3 separate regions of the Sus scrofa genome follow, and regions 1 and 2 are each linked to region 3. Evidence: chromatin contacts called from public HiChIP or PLAC-seq and promoter capture Hi-C data. All regions are on one chromosome and are shown on one strand. The core of a region is the stretch at or near the end of the contact, and the rest is flanking DNA. Distances in the headings are between cores, read along the strand shown.

Region 1 (4,200 bases), core at 360-2,859, 110 kb before region 3:
GGGGGACAGGCGATGGAGGACAGCCCACAGAGGCCGGGTTCTCTCGCCTGCCAGCCATCAAGAAGCCTCGCTGCGCTTCTCATCCGGGCCAGGGGAGGCTGGAAAGACTCACTGTGCAGTCTTGGGGGGCTGCCCTGTGAAAACAGACTGGCCCTTGGTATAGGGATGGGATGCCCCCAATCCTCCAGCTTCCCAGAAATGGGTGGTGACTGGATGATGCGGGGCTGGAAGAGGGTGGCAGTGATAGGACTTCAGGTCAGCCCGATGGGCTAGGGATTCTGACCCACAGCTGCCGAGCACCCACTGTGAGACTTTCAGGGAGGTGGGGGGGCAGGGGCCGGGCCTTTAGGACTCAGCCGGCTTCCTGTTGGTCTTGTTCAAAAGCCTCTTGAGGGTGGGAGACATGAAGTAAGGCCTCTCCATCGAGCCATCGTTCCTCTCCAGGTCCTCCACTGCGGAGAGAGGCCCCAGAGCAGGTGGTATGAGGGAAGCCCAAGGGCAGGGGCCTTGTGGGGGGGAGACAGGGAGGGGACAGGGCAGGCAGGCAGGGGCCACAGAGAAGCCTTAGAGGGTTAGGAAGCAAGACACACTGGGACTGGAGGGGATGGACTGTAGTGGGATGGGAACAAGACACACACACACACACACACACACACACACACACACACACACACACACACACACACACGCTCCCCACTCCCAGGCCCAAAGCCCCGCATGCACCCCCAGTCTACAGGGAGGAAACGAGGAGGCCTGCCTGGCTCCCAAGCCAGCCTCCAGCTCTACTCCTCAACTTCGGCCCGCTTCCCCTCCTCCGCACTCCCCTTCAACAGGATGTCTCTCAGCTCGGGCGACATGAAGTAGGGTCGCTCCTGAGAGCCGTCATTCCTTTCCAGGTCCTCACCTGGGCTCCCCCCAGGAACCAGCAGGCGGGAAATGGGAGAGTCAGGAAGGGTGGGGGAAAGGAGGCAGGGAAGAACAGGGAAGCCAGCAGGCATGAGGAGAGGAAGAGAAAAGAGAGAAAACAAACACAAACAGACAGATGGAGAGACCAGAGTTAGTGGCAGCCACAGATCCCCCCGCCCCCCCCCCAACAAAGCCAGAAACTCCAAAGCTGAGGGCCCAGGGGCAGAGCGTCCCAGCTGCAGCCTGAACCAGGGGACAACAGAATGGAGCAGCTCTGAAACTCTGAGTGCAGGAGGGAGCCGAGGGGGTGCTGAGCCGGGGCCCCGGGGTGGGGGGTGCTGGGCAGGCAAATGTGCAGCCCCAGGGGAGGGAGATGGTCTGCCCAGAGTGGGGGAGGGAGTCGGGGTCCCGCCAAGTGAGGGGTCACTCACAGAAGCAGAGGAACAGCGTGTCCACACACATGCCGTAGACGCTGAAGAAGCCATGGGCAATCAGGTAGGAGCCAACGATTACCGTCTGGGCAAAGACAGATGAGCCATTTCCACTCCAGCTCTTACCTAGGGCAACCCACACCCACCACCACATCTCTCCCAGGCTGGGGTCATGCCATTTCCCTGCTGATGAGTCTCTGCTCTGAGGCCTCTGTACAATTCAACGCACATCCAGGGCAAGACAGGTTACTACCCACATCCCTACTAGACTGTCTGACTCACTCACTTATCACTATATTCCCAGCAATCTGGAGACTCGCAGGGCCGTGGGAGATACCTGATAAACACTGAGCAACTGAAGCGAGTGGACTTTAGAGATTAAATTAACTTGCCCAAAGTCACTCATCTTCAAACTAGCAAGGAGAGGAGGAAGATAAAGATCTAGGACACTGGGCCCCAAGGCCTGCCCTGATACTGCACGGCTCTTAGGGTGATGACATAACTCTGCCAAGGCCCTTATCGCCACCCCTCTCCACGTCACTCCCTCACACCAGCCAGAGTGATTGGCTCATTGTTCCTGGAATAGTCCTGCCTCAGCGCCTCCGTTCTTGTTCCCTCTGCCTGGATGTTGCCTGCATCTCCTTTAGACCTCAGATGTGACCCACCTCCACAGTGAAGCCCTCTGAACTCCCACACCTGCCCAAATCCTCCACCAGAAACAGTTGGTTCCCTGTAATTCTGCTCTGTGACACATATAAGTTTGCAATCATGCATCCACCCGCATCATTTTTTTTTTTTTTTTTAAAAACAAAGTGATACTGGAGTTCCTGCTGGGGTGCAACGGATCAGCAGCATCTCTGCAGCGCCAGGACACAGGTTTGATCCCCAGTCTGGCACAGTGGGTTAAAGGATCCAGTGTTGCTGCAGTTGTGGTGTAAGTTGCAACTGCGGCTTGGATCTGATCCCTGGCCCAGAAACTCCATAGGCCATGGGGTGGCCAAAAATTAAAAAACAAACAAAAAACCCCCAAAGTGATACTTTTTTTTTTTTTTTGGTTGTGTCTACAGCATGCAGAAGTTCCTAGGCCAGGGATTGAACCTGAGCCACACAGCCATACCAGCGACCTGAACCACAGCAGCGACAATGCCAGGTCCTTAACCTGCTGAGCCACCAGGGAACTCCTCACCCACATCATTATTGATTAACATCCTTTACTACTAAACTGTGAGGCCTTTAAAGGGAAGCCCTCCCACTTCATGCCTAGAACACAGTTGGTACTAAATAAGTGTTTGTGGCCTGAGTTAATCATCAATTCCCCACCTCCGACTCCCATGCACATCTGTCCAAAGGAGCCCAGGCAAGTCCCAACATCTTCTCCCCAACCTGTCTGTCACCAAAGGTTCGTACCAGTATAGGCACCCAGTAATAATTGAGGGGTGGTGCTGTGTCCTGCACGATCCTGATTCGGTGGGTGAAGAAGAAGAAAGCTAGGATCCCTGGAAAGAGGAAGGAAATCAAGATGGAGAAGGTTCTGGATAAAGAAGGGAGCACCCCCAAAAATACCCTAAGGAAGAGAACATATCACAGGAGATATGGGGGCCCAACAGCGGTTCTCAAGTGGCCCCCAACAGGCTCCCCACAACTGGGCAGGCTGGATGAGTAGCACTCACCCACGCTACCCACAATCAGAAGTTTGCCCAACAGGAAGAGGAAGTCGGTAACTTTGTCCAGGACAGCCACTCTGCAGGGGACAGTAAAGAGGCAGGCGTGAATGCTGGCTCAGGGCCACAGGGGAGGAGAGAGGAGGCCAGAAGAATGGTGTTTTCCCTGACCTGATGATGTTTCTCATGAGCAGGAAGAAGGCGTTTCTGGCCGAGGTGCAGAAGTTGGTGCCGTAGATGGCAATCTGGAGGGAAGTGGGAGGGATGGATCAGGCCCTTCGGGTGGGGCATGAGGGCTTCTCCACCCCACAGGATCTCGTGGGTTAGTTCCTGATCCCAAGCCTACTCACCATGATGTAGGCATTCCTGTTGAGGAATTTGATGAATTTCTCCAGGCACCAGAAGCAACATTTGAGACAGGTCATGAGGAATTTTGCAAACTTGTTCTCCGCAGCTGGTAGTGGAAGGGATGCAGAGGTGAGCGGAGACCCCACTTGCCCTGGTAGAACCCCACCCCCATCCCCCCAGTTACTCTCACTTGCCACAGTCTAGGACCCTTAGAGCCCACCTTCTCAAAGAGTTGGAGAGAGGAAATTTGGTCCAGGACCCCCGGGGTCCTGTCCCACACACTAGTAGGAACCGACCTGGGCCAGGATCCTCAGCCCCGCCCCCAAAGAGGCGCATTCAGCGCAACCCCAAGACAGGAATCCATGAGGAACTGCAATGCTACTCTTGCCCCGCCTCCCAGGCAGAAGCCAATCCTTGAGGCCTCCTTAGCCCCACCCCAAAGTACAACTAATCCCAGCCCAACCCTCTCTTGAGTAACCAATGGTGGCCCTGGCCTCTTGTTCCTGCCCTCTCAACAGTAAAAAACTCGGCCCAATGGGCTCTCCCAGTCACTCCTCCATCGCAGGAACCAATCACTCAAGCCTGGGAGGGGGGCCTCCTGTCGTCCCCCCCATATACCCCGCCCATGCAGAAACCAATCACTGTCCCTGTCACCTCAGCCCTACCCCCACACAAGAACCAATCCCAATCTGCCCCTTTGTCACCACCCTCCCTTCCCCAGTAGGAGCCATGCCAACCACCCCTGGACCATACCTTTCAGACGCTGATCCAAGTACTCAAGCATCACTCGGATGATCTGCACGATGGCCAGAAGAAGCGAGCCAAAGGCCAGCGAGCCTGTGTGATACCTTTGG
Region 2 (3,987 bases), core at 1,101-3,600, 120 kb before region 3:
AACTTCTAAAGCTTTTTTCAAAAGTGAGAACATTCTCAACACCCACATCCTGCTAAAGCCTAAAGACAAATATGATGCTGCCTACTGTTTACCCAAGAAAAGAGACTTAAGAGAAGGTTCTTTCCTCATCACTTACTCCACCTGTCCCTACCTGGTGAACTTAACCAGGGGAGCATGAAAACAAGCACTTTATCTGCAACGTCAAAATGTTAGTGCCAGTCTTGCCAATATGGGTTTTTTGACAAAAAAAAAAAAAAAAAAAAAAAAAAAATTAAGGAAAATGATAGCCTTAGATTCCTCACACCCAGGAATATGGGCCCCTAAAAAAATACTCAAGTACTCTAGAAGGAGCCAAAAGAATTTTTACCTACAGGCACTAGCCAAATTCAATCAAGAAAAAAACAAACAAACAAACAAAAAAAAACTACAAATGATCAGGCACCACTCCATTCCAGAAAGAGGGCAATTCCCAAGCTTCCCCAAGCTTCAGGAGGGTAGGGAAACTGATAAATCAGTGCCCAGTGCTGGTAAGGCCAAGCCAGGCTTCAATCAACTCCAGACAATGCTAGGGTCTGCAGAGACTCCAAGGAACCAAGACTGTCCACATGGCCAAGAGACAGCTCACAGGTAAAGACCCCAGGAGTAGGGACAGAGATGGCACCTGTTGGTGCCCTGGAACCCCCCCCATCTCCACCCCAGCTATGAGTGAGCTTCTGATTCCCACACTTCATTCACAGCCTCAGTCAGTGGCTGCTGTAGCTACATCCCAGGAGACCACACATAAAGCACAGGGGCAGCACTGTGAACCAATCCATGGAGATTCCCAACCAGATTTGATCCCTAAAGTCCAGATTTGATCCCTAACTTCAGAAGGCACCTTGTGTTTTTCCATGGACCCCAAATATGCCACCAGACCGCTCATTTTAGAGACATTAGAACGCTAAACAATCATAAAAAGATTCAGAATCACTGAAATACCTGAGTCCAGGAAAAGTAATGATGCTTCCTTGCTGATCTGTCAAGTCCCCTAGGCAGGATGCCAAACAATTTTCAATCAATTTTGGAAATATTGAGAAGAGACGGCTTACTCTCCCCAAGTTTAGACACTGAACTGGGCAAGAGCATGTTGATCCTTAAACATCCCAAATAATATCCCCAGGCGAAGAACTGCCCAGGGCAAAACCTCTAAAGCAACCCCAAGAATCTCAGTCACTCAACAACTTGAGGAAGTAAGCTAGAAAAGAATTTTAAGCGCTCATGTTTGGGTCTCAATCTGGAAGATCACAGGGCACCCAAATATCACATCTGATCACCATTTTGAGGGAGAATCGGGAAAAAATTCAACATCAATGAAACATCTAAAATAAATGAAGTGAAAGCTTAAAATAAACCTTTTAGCAATTCTGGATCCGGATCTGGGGGAGGCCAGCCTAACCAGAGATTTAAAAACCCCATGAACCCACAAAGACCTCCTCTGCAATCCACTTAAGGACGGGGTTCCAGGGAGGGGGTCTGCCTCTCCGCTCCACGAAAAGACAAAGGAGGCGATGTTTCCCGCCTCGAGAACCTGGGACTCTCCTGGAACCCGGGACCGGAATGGGACAAAGAGAAGAGGTGGGGGGGTAGCCCCTGCTCCGCGGGGCAGGATGCTTCCAGTCGGAGGGGGGTGTGTGCTCACCGCACGTGCGCGTGTGCGCGCGTGGCGCCCCAACAGACAAAGCCCGACCCGGGGGAGGCGGCAGCCGGGGGCCCAGTGCGCGCGCACCCCCGCGAGAGGCGCCACCGCCGGCCGAGGGGCCGCGAAGGGGGGGGCGGATGCGCGCGCACCGGGCCCTCGCCGCCGCCGCCATTTTGTCTCCTCGGCACAATGGGGGAGAGTAACGGCCGAGCGCGGGAGGTAGGCTAGCAAAGGAGGAAGGAGCCAGGCACTGGGGCGAGAGAACCAAACGAAAGCAGGGAACACAAGGCGCCTCAGGCCTTATCTCCGCAACTCCTCACCCGAGCCCGCGCTGAGGAGAGAACGGGGGGAGGGGGAAAGGCGGGAGCGGGCCCGGCCGCCGCCACATTGACGCTTACCTCGTCTGGGTCCCTTTCCTCGACAGCAACCACCGCCCTCCGGCCACAGCCCGCCTCGGTCTTCCCCAAAAAGCCACGCGGTACGCACCGGGCTGCTGAGTCCAACTGCAATGGCGAGAAGAGGAGGAGGAGGAGCCGGGGCCGGGGACGAGCTGGCGGGCGGGCGCGCGCTAGGGAGGTGCGGAACCACGTGACCGGGCGGAGCCACGCCCCCTGCCGCCTCGTTACCGCTCGACGCAGGCCCAGCGGGAGAGGCAGGGAGGGAGGAACAGAGAAAAGAAGGCGGGCCCTGGTCACGTGACAGAACCGTAAGACGTTACGTGGCGTCGGGACGTTTTCCTCCTCTTTCCACGCCTTTGCTTGATCATGTGACAGTGGCAAATTCGGAGATCTCCTTGGCCATGTGATAAGGACTTTTGCTCCTTGCCTTTGCGGTATTGGTAGGCCTGTTTCATGTGACAACATTGCCTTTCTTTTTTTCAATTGCGGTTTTTGAGCGGCCATTACCACGTGAGGCCGAGGGAGGGGCGGAGCCTCCCTGGTCTCCTAGTTTATGCGCTTGCGCGGCCGCCATCTTACGCCCGTCGCCAGGAGTACGTTGGCGGAAACGGTCAGAGAGGCTGGCTCTTGAGCGTCCTCATGGTGGCTGGTGTTGCTAGAAGAGGTTCGCTCTGCTACTGAAGCGGTACGGTGGCACTTCCTTCCCACTGCCTGCTTTTTCCACGAGAGGCCGAGCAGACTCGAGCTGTGTGTGTGAGGAAAGGTCGGACAGAACTCCTCGTTGCTGCTTCGGCATCCGGGTCTTTGGTGTTGAAACTTTTTCACGGGTAGCGCCCCGCTAAACTACCCGGCCCGGAGCCTCTGAAGGGCAGAGCCCAGTTGGTCAGAATCTTCCAGTCCCCCATTCACAGATGAAGAAATTGAGGCCCGATCCAGAAAAAGACCCGACTGAAGGCCTCACTGTCTTTTGCGGGAAATCTGGGACTTGGACTGAGACACTTGGCCAGCCACATCTTGGCGGGGAGGTCGGGGTCATAAGTAAAGGCATGGGGGACCGAGCGTCATCACTTTACGATCCTGGTGTTGTTGCATCCTCTTGGGAGCCTCAGATCCTCAGTGTACAATCTATGCCTAAGCTAAGTCCTGCTTTCTTCCAGAATCAGGATCAGTCAGGCGTTGGTAGACAAGTGATAGAGACATTGCTGAGATTCGGAGGCAAGTAGTTCAGGACTTAACGGCCTAAATAAATCTTTTTTGCAGAAGCAGGAATAGTGTAGCTAGTTTAAGAATGCAAGATCCCGAGTTCCCATCTCGGCTCAGTGGAAATTAATCCGACTAGCATCCATGAGGACTCAGGTTTGATCCCTGGCCTCCTCAGTGGGTTAAAGATCCCGAGTTGCCCTGAGCTGCGGTTTAGGTCGCAGAGGGGTCCTGTTCTGGCGTGGCTGTGGCATAGGCCAGTAGCTACAGCTCCGGTTAGACCTTCCTGGGAGCTTCCATATGCCTGGCTGCAACCCTAAAAAAAACCAAAAAAATTTTTAAGAAAATGCAAGATCCAGGGTCGCCCTAAGTTTGGGTCTCTGTATAATCAAGACTAGTGCACCTCCCTGAGCTTCTCTTGCATTATCTACAAAATATGATTTTTTTTTTTCCTTAAAAGCACCTGGTACAATTCTTTGCACAAAACATATGCCCCAATGGAGTTCCTGTTGTGGCGCAGTGGTTAAGGAATCCGACTAGGAACCATGAGGTTGCAGGTTCTATCCCTGCTCTTGCTCAGTGGGTTAACGATCTGGCGTTGCTGTGAGCTGTGGTGTGGGTCACAGACACGGCTCGGATCCCGCGTTGCTGTGGCTCTGGTGCAGGCTGGCAGCCACATCTCCGATTCGACCCCTAGCCTGGGAACCTCCA
Region 3 (4,301 bases), core at 1,683-4,182:
AGACCAAGGTGTCAGCAGGTTTGGGTTCTGATGAGAGCTCTCTTCCTGGCTTATAGACAGCTGCTCTCTCGGCCTGTGTTCTCACATGGTAGAGGGAGAGTAAGAGCAATTTCTCTGGTTTCTCTTCTTAAAAGAACACTAATGCCATCATGAGGGCCCCACCCTCACAACCTCATCTAAACCTGATTATCTCCCCAAATCTCCATCTCCAGATACCATCACACTGGGGATTAGGGCTTCAATATATGAGTGGTGGGGGAAGGGGGCACGATTCAGCCTACAGCACTTTTTTTTTCTTTTTAGGGCCACATGTGAGGCATGTGGAAGTTCCCAGGCTAGGGGTCATCAGAGCTGCAGCTGCCAGCCTATGCCACAGCCACAGCAACTTGGGACCCAAGCCACATCTTTGAACTACACCACAGCTCATGGCAATTCGGGATCCTTAAACCAATGATCGAGGCCAGGAATCGAACCCACATCTTAATGGATACTAGTTAGGTTCTTAACTCAATAAGCTACAACAGGAATTTCACAGCACTTACCACCCCTCCACGTTAAAAAAACAAACAAACAAGGTAAACATTTATACAGCAAATGTCCTGCTTCTATTCACTGGCTGCCATGGTATTTCACAACGTAGACGTCCCACCACTTATTACACTAAGGCCCTAGGGACACCTGTGTTGAGTCCAACACTTTGCCTTTATACACAGTGTTGCAATAAACATCTGTGTACATACATCCTCCTGCACATATGCAAGGGTACCTTGGATAAATATCTACACGTGGCACCCGCTGGATCACAGGCCTTGTAGGTATTATTTTGAGAGATAAGAAAGTTTCCTTTGCGCGTTGAGGAAGGTATTCAGCAGCTTTGTTACCGCGCCCTCTCTGGAGCTATCCAGAAGCGCATCTTCACACAATAGGAGGGGAAGGAAGGGCGTGGAATTAATCCCAGACCCAGACCAGGGACCTTGAATCTTACAGGTTTACCTGGAGATGAGCAGAATCCTTTTTTTTTGGGGGGGGGTCGTCTTTGTCTTTTTAGGGTCGCACCAGCGGTATGTCGGCATAGGGAGGTTCCCAGGCTAGGTGTCTAATCGGAGCTATAGCTGCCAGCCTACAGCACAGCCAGAGCCATGCCAAATCCAGGCCGCGTCTGCGACCTACACCACAGCTCACCGCAACGCCGGCTAGAGATCGAACCCACAACCTCATGGTTCCTAGTTGGATTCGTTTGCGCTGCGCCACGATGGGAACTCGGAATCCTTTCTTAGATCAATATCTGTACCGCCTAGCGTTTCCCTGTATTCACTTAGTTTTCTGTTTTCTTTTTCTTTCTTTCTTTCTTTCTCTTTCTTTCCTTTTTCTTTTTCTTTCTTTCTTTCTTTTCTTTCTTTCCTTCTTTCTTTCTTTCTTTCTTTCTTTCTTCTCTCTCTCTTTCTCTCTCTCTCTTCCTTCCTTCCTTTCTTTTTTCGCTTTTTAGGGCCGCACCCATGGCATATGGGGGTTCCCAGGCTACAGGTGGAATTGGAGCTGTAGCCGCTGGCCTACACCACAGCCACAGCAATGTCAGATCTGAGTGGCATCTGTGACCTACACCACAGCTCAAGACAACCCAGGATCTGCAACCCACTGACCAAGGCCAGGGATCGAACCTGCGTCCTCATGGGTGCTAGTCAGATTCGGTTCCGCTGAGCCAGGACAGGAACTTCTCACTTAAGTTTTCATATAGATGTACTCTTAAAAAAATTTTTAATGCATTTATTGAAGTTACCTTTATATCACAGACAGCATAAGTGGTAAATCAGTATCACTTGCCATGAAGAATAAAAATCCATATTTTATTGGGCGCAAGTGTTCTTATTTAGTATTCCAGATAACCTAGCAGGTAGGTGCTTTTATTGTTAACATTCTTATAGCGAGGAAACTGAAGCCTGGAGAGGTTAATTAAGCTACAGGCCCACCCGCACAGAGCTAGAGTGGCAGAGCTGGAGTTCGTATCTCTTCCCGAGAGCTTCACGCTCTTTCAGATTGGCGATAACTAAAAAATAAAGACAATGAAAATTCAAGTGGGTAGACAATTCTAACTGGATCCTGCGCTGCCTTAATGTGAGGCCCGCGCCCTGTGAAGTTAAAGGGACAAAGAAGAGCAGGTCGTGGACAGCAGACACGCACAGAAATCGACAAAACTAGGCGGATGGAGGGGACTGCGAGGGGGGTACCGGCCAGATAGGCTTCGCGGTGATCCCTCGCCCGATGCCCAGCTCTATGCCCACGGGCGCCGAGGCACCTGCGGGAAGGGCGGGGAATCGAGACTCCTTCCCCGCCGCGCCCTCTCCGCCCTCTCCCCGCCTCCTTCCCGGGCGTCCTGAGGCTGCCCCCCCACTCGACGGCCGCGACCCCGAAGGCTGAGCCACCCCAGAACCAAGGCCCCCCCGCGACGGCGGAAGCGCCCGCGGGCCTCTCACAAGGAAAATTAGTCGAGAGCCGCCCCCGGCCGGGCCGAGGCCCTTAGGGCTTCCCGGAAGCTCGGTGAGCGGGTGGCACCACGGTGCCCCAGAGCCGCCGCGGAGCCCAGGCTTCCCCACCTCGTAGGGAGAGCGGCAGAGGCTACGCGACGACCCAGGTGAGCGCGGCGGCAGGTCGGCGGTGGTGAGGGATGCCCACTGATCCCTGGTGCGGGGACGGGCTGGGCCTCGAACCTGGGGCTCTGATTCTCTGCGGCTCCTACCACGAGTTTGGGAGCGCCGAGCGCTGCGGTCATTGGCCCCGTCGCAAAGACCGCTGTGGTCGCCGCGCTGAGGCTGCGCAGCTGGGCGACAGCTAGCGTGGGCGGGGTGGGGTGGGGAGCGGCCCCTCCGCTGTCCCCGCCGCTCGAGGAGGCCGGGGGCCGCCGGGACTTTTATTCTGACACGGCCGGCGCCCGGCTCTGCTTAGTCATGGTGACCTGCGCGCGTTCCGCACCTCCCCCCTGCACGCTGCGATGGAGGCGCCTGGGCCTGGGCGACGGAGGCGGAGCCCGAGAGCGGCCATGGCGGGGTGAGTGAGGCGGCCTGCGCCCGGGCGGCGGGTACCGTGGGCCGTGAGTGCCCTGCGGCCGTGCCTGGGGGCCGGAGAACTGCGCGTTGCGGGCCGGTCGCCTCGGGGTTCCCGCGGCTCCGCGGAGGCCAGAAGGGTGCGGTTCGAGTCGGAGCCTTTTGTTGGACGGCGCAACTCGCGGGGTGGCCCGAGAGCGACGCAAACCGAGCCAAGGGCCCAGGGAGCGCCGCTCCGACCAAGGCCGGGGGATTCCGGGACGTTGGGGGGCTTGGTCTTCGCCCTGGGGCTGGCAGTGGAGAGGCGGCGGCGGGGTCACTTCCTCCCTTTTCCAGGCCTTGGCAGCTCAGGCAGGACATGCGCAGTCTCCCACTTACCGCTTCATGGGGGTGGCGGGGGAGTGCCCAGGGCCCAGGGGGCACCGTTGGCCGATTGGCCCATGACCAAGAGGCCGGCCTGGGCCTCAGCTGGGGAGAGGCGGCCATGGCCCGGTGGAGGAGGGTGATCTGGCAGGCACACTGGAGTGGGCAGTCAGCCAGCCATAGCTCATTGACCCCTGCACGGTGCCAGATCCCAGGCAGAGAGGCACAGGAGAGGATGGGCACAGCCCTGACCTACACAGGGCTACCTGTCCTCAGAAACCTGGGGGCTCAGGGCCAGACGGATGGGCCATCCTTCAAGGAGGAAGCAAAGGAGCTCATTTCAATTCTTGACAAGTGCTGTGATGGAAATAAAGCAGGGAGGAGGTGACTGAGTTGAGCCCAGGGAAAGATGAGTTAGAGAAACTTGGGGAGCCTCTTGCAGATTCCCTCCTCCCTGAAGGACTTTTCAAAACACAGCTCCTGCCCTGGCTGTCGAGTCTCCACAGGTTTCTTGGAAACCCTTCAATAGTCATTATGCTCATTATACTCCTTACCGATTTTTCAGATTGCCTGTCATTCTGCCTCTGAGCCTTTGCACTTGCTCTCTCTCTGCCTAGAAAACTCTCATCCCACCCCCACCTCCTTCATATGTTCACCCCTCTTGTCTCAGCACCAACAGAGGCCTGGAATACCTGAGTTAAAGTAACTGCCCTCAAGTCACACTATCACAATGTGCTGTCATTTCCTTCAAAGCCTCAATTTTTGCTCAAGTCTTGCTTATTTTACTTATGGCTCCTCCATTCCCAAGTGTCAGCTCTAAGGGAGCACAGTGTATGTCAGTCTTACTCACTGCTGTGTCCCTGGTGTCTAGAACTGTGCCTGGTAGTGGTCCACAGTAGA

The links. Promoter capture Hi-C pulls out the DNA fragments that hold promoters and counts their contacts. HiChIP or PLAC-seq counts read pairs in DNA pulled down with a chosen protein or histone mark.
Region 1: an H3K27ac HiChIP or PLAC-seq map of alveolar macrophages shows a contact between it and region 3. The contact joins the enhancer-like site here to the promoter of KEAP1 in region 3. A contact is called at or near these places in 11 of 47 Hi-C or Micro-C datasets (alveolar macrophages, blood, embryonic fibroblasts and 6 more) and 1 of 2 datasets of contacts at active chromatin or transcription factors (alveolar macrophages).
Region 2: a contact with region 3 is called in a promoter capture Hi-C map of liver, with 3 times the contacts expected there. The contact joins the promoter of ILF3 here to the promoter of KEAP1 in region 3. A contact is called at or near these places in 2 of 5 promoter capture datasets (fetal liver and liver), 11 of 47 Hi-C or Micro-C datasets (alveolar macrophages, blood, embryonic fibroblasts and 6 more) and 1 of 2 datasets of contacts at active chromatin or transcription factors (alveolar macrophages).

What each region holds. Positions count from the first base shown.
Region 1 is chr2:69,394,025-69,398,224 of Sscrofa11.1, reverse strand. SLC44A2 (choline transporter-like protein 2) reads right to left here. Exons shown (of 22, transcript XM_021083792.1): 16 at 4,100-4,194; 17 at 3,349-3,452; 18 at 3,170-3,243; 19 at 3,008-3,078; 20 at 2,745-2,833; 21 at 1,338-1,422; 22 at 1-452. The coding sequence ends at 346. Among named protein-coding and RNA genes, the nearest start is that of ILF3, 18 kb to the left of the region's middle. Within about 2 kb of position 1,609, at least 20 of the 83 cell types and tissues checked have an H3K27ac peak or open chromatin away from gene starts, as enhancers often do. A contact at or near this core is called in alveolar macrophages, fetal liver and omental adipose tissue, where this site is marked.
Region 2 is chr2:69,412,238-69,416,224 of Sscrofa11.1, reverse strand. It overlaps ILF3 (interleukin enhancer-binding factor 3), which reads right to left and starts at 2,350. Exons shown (of 20, transcript XM_021083797.1): 1 at 2,077-2,350.
Region 3 is chr2:69,288,140-69,292,440 of Sscrofa11.1, reverse strand. KEAP1 (kelch-like ECH-associated protein 1) reads left to right here and starts at 2,932. Exons shown (of 6, transcript NM_001114671.1): 1 at 2,932-3,042.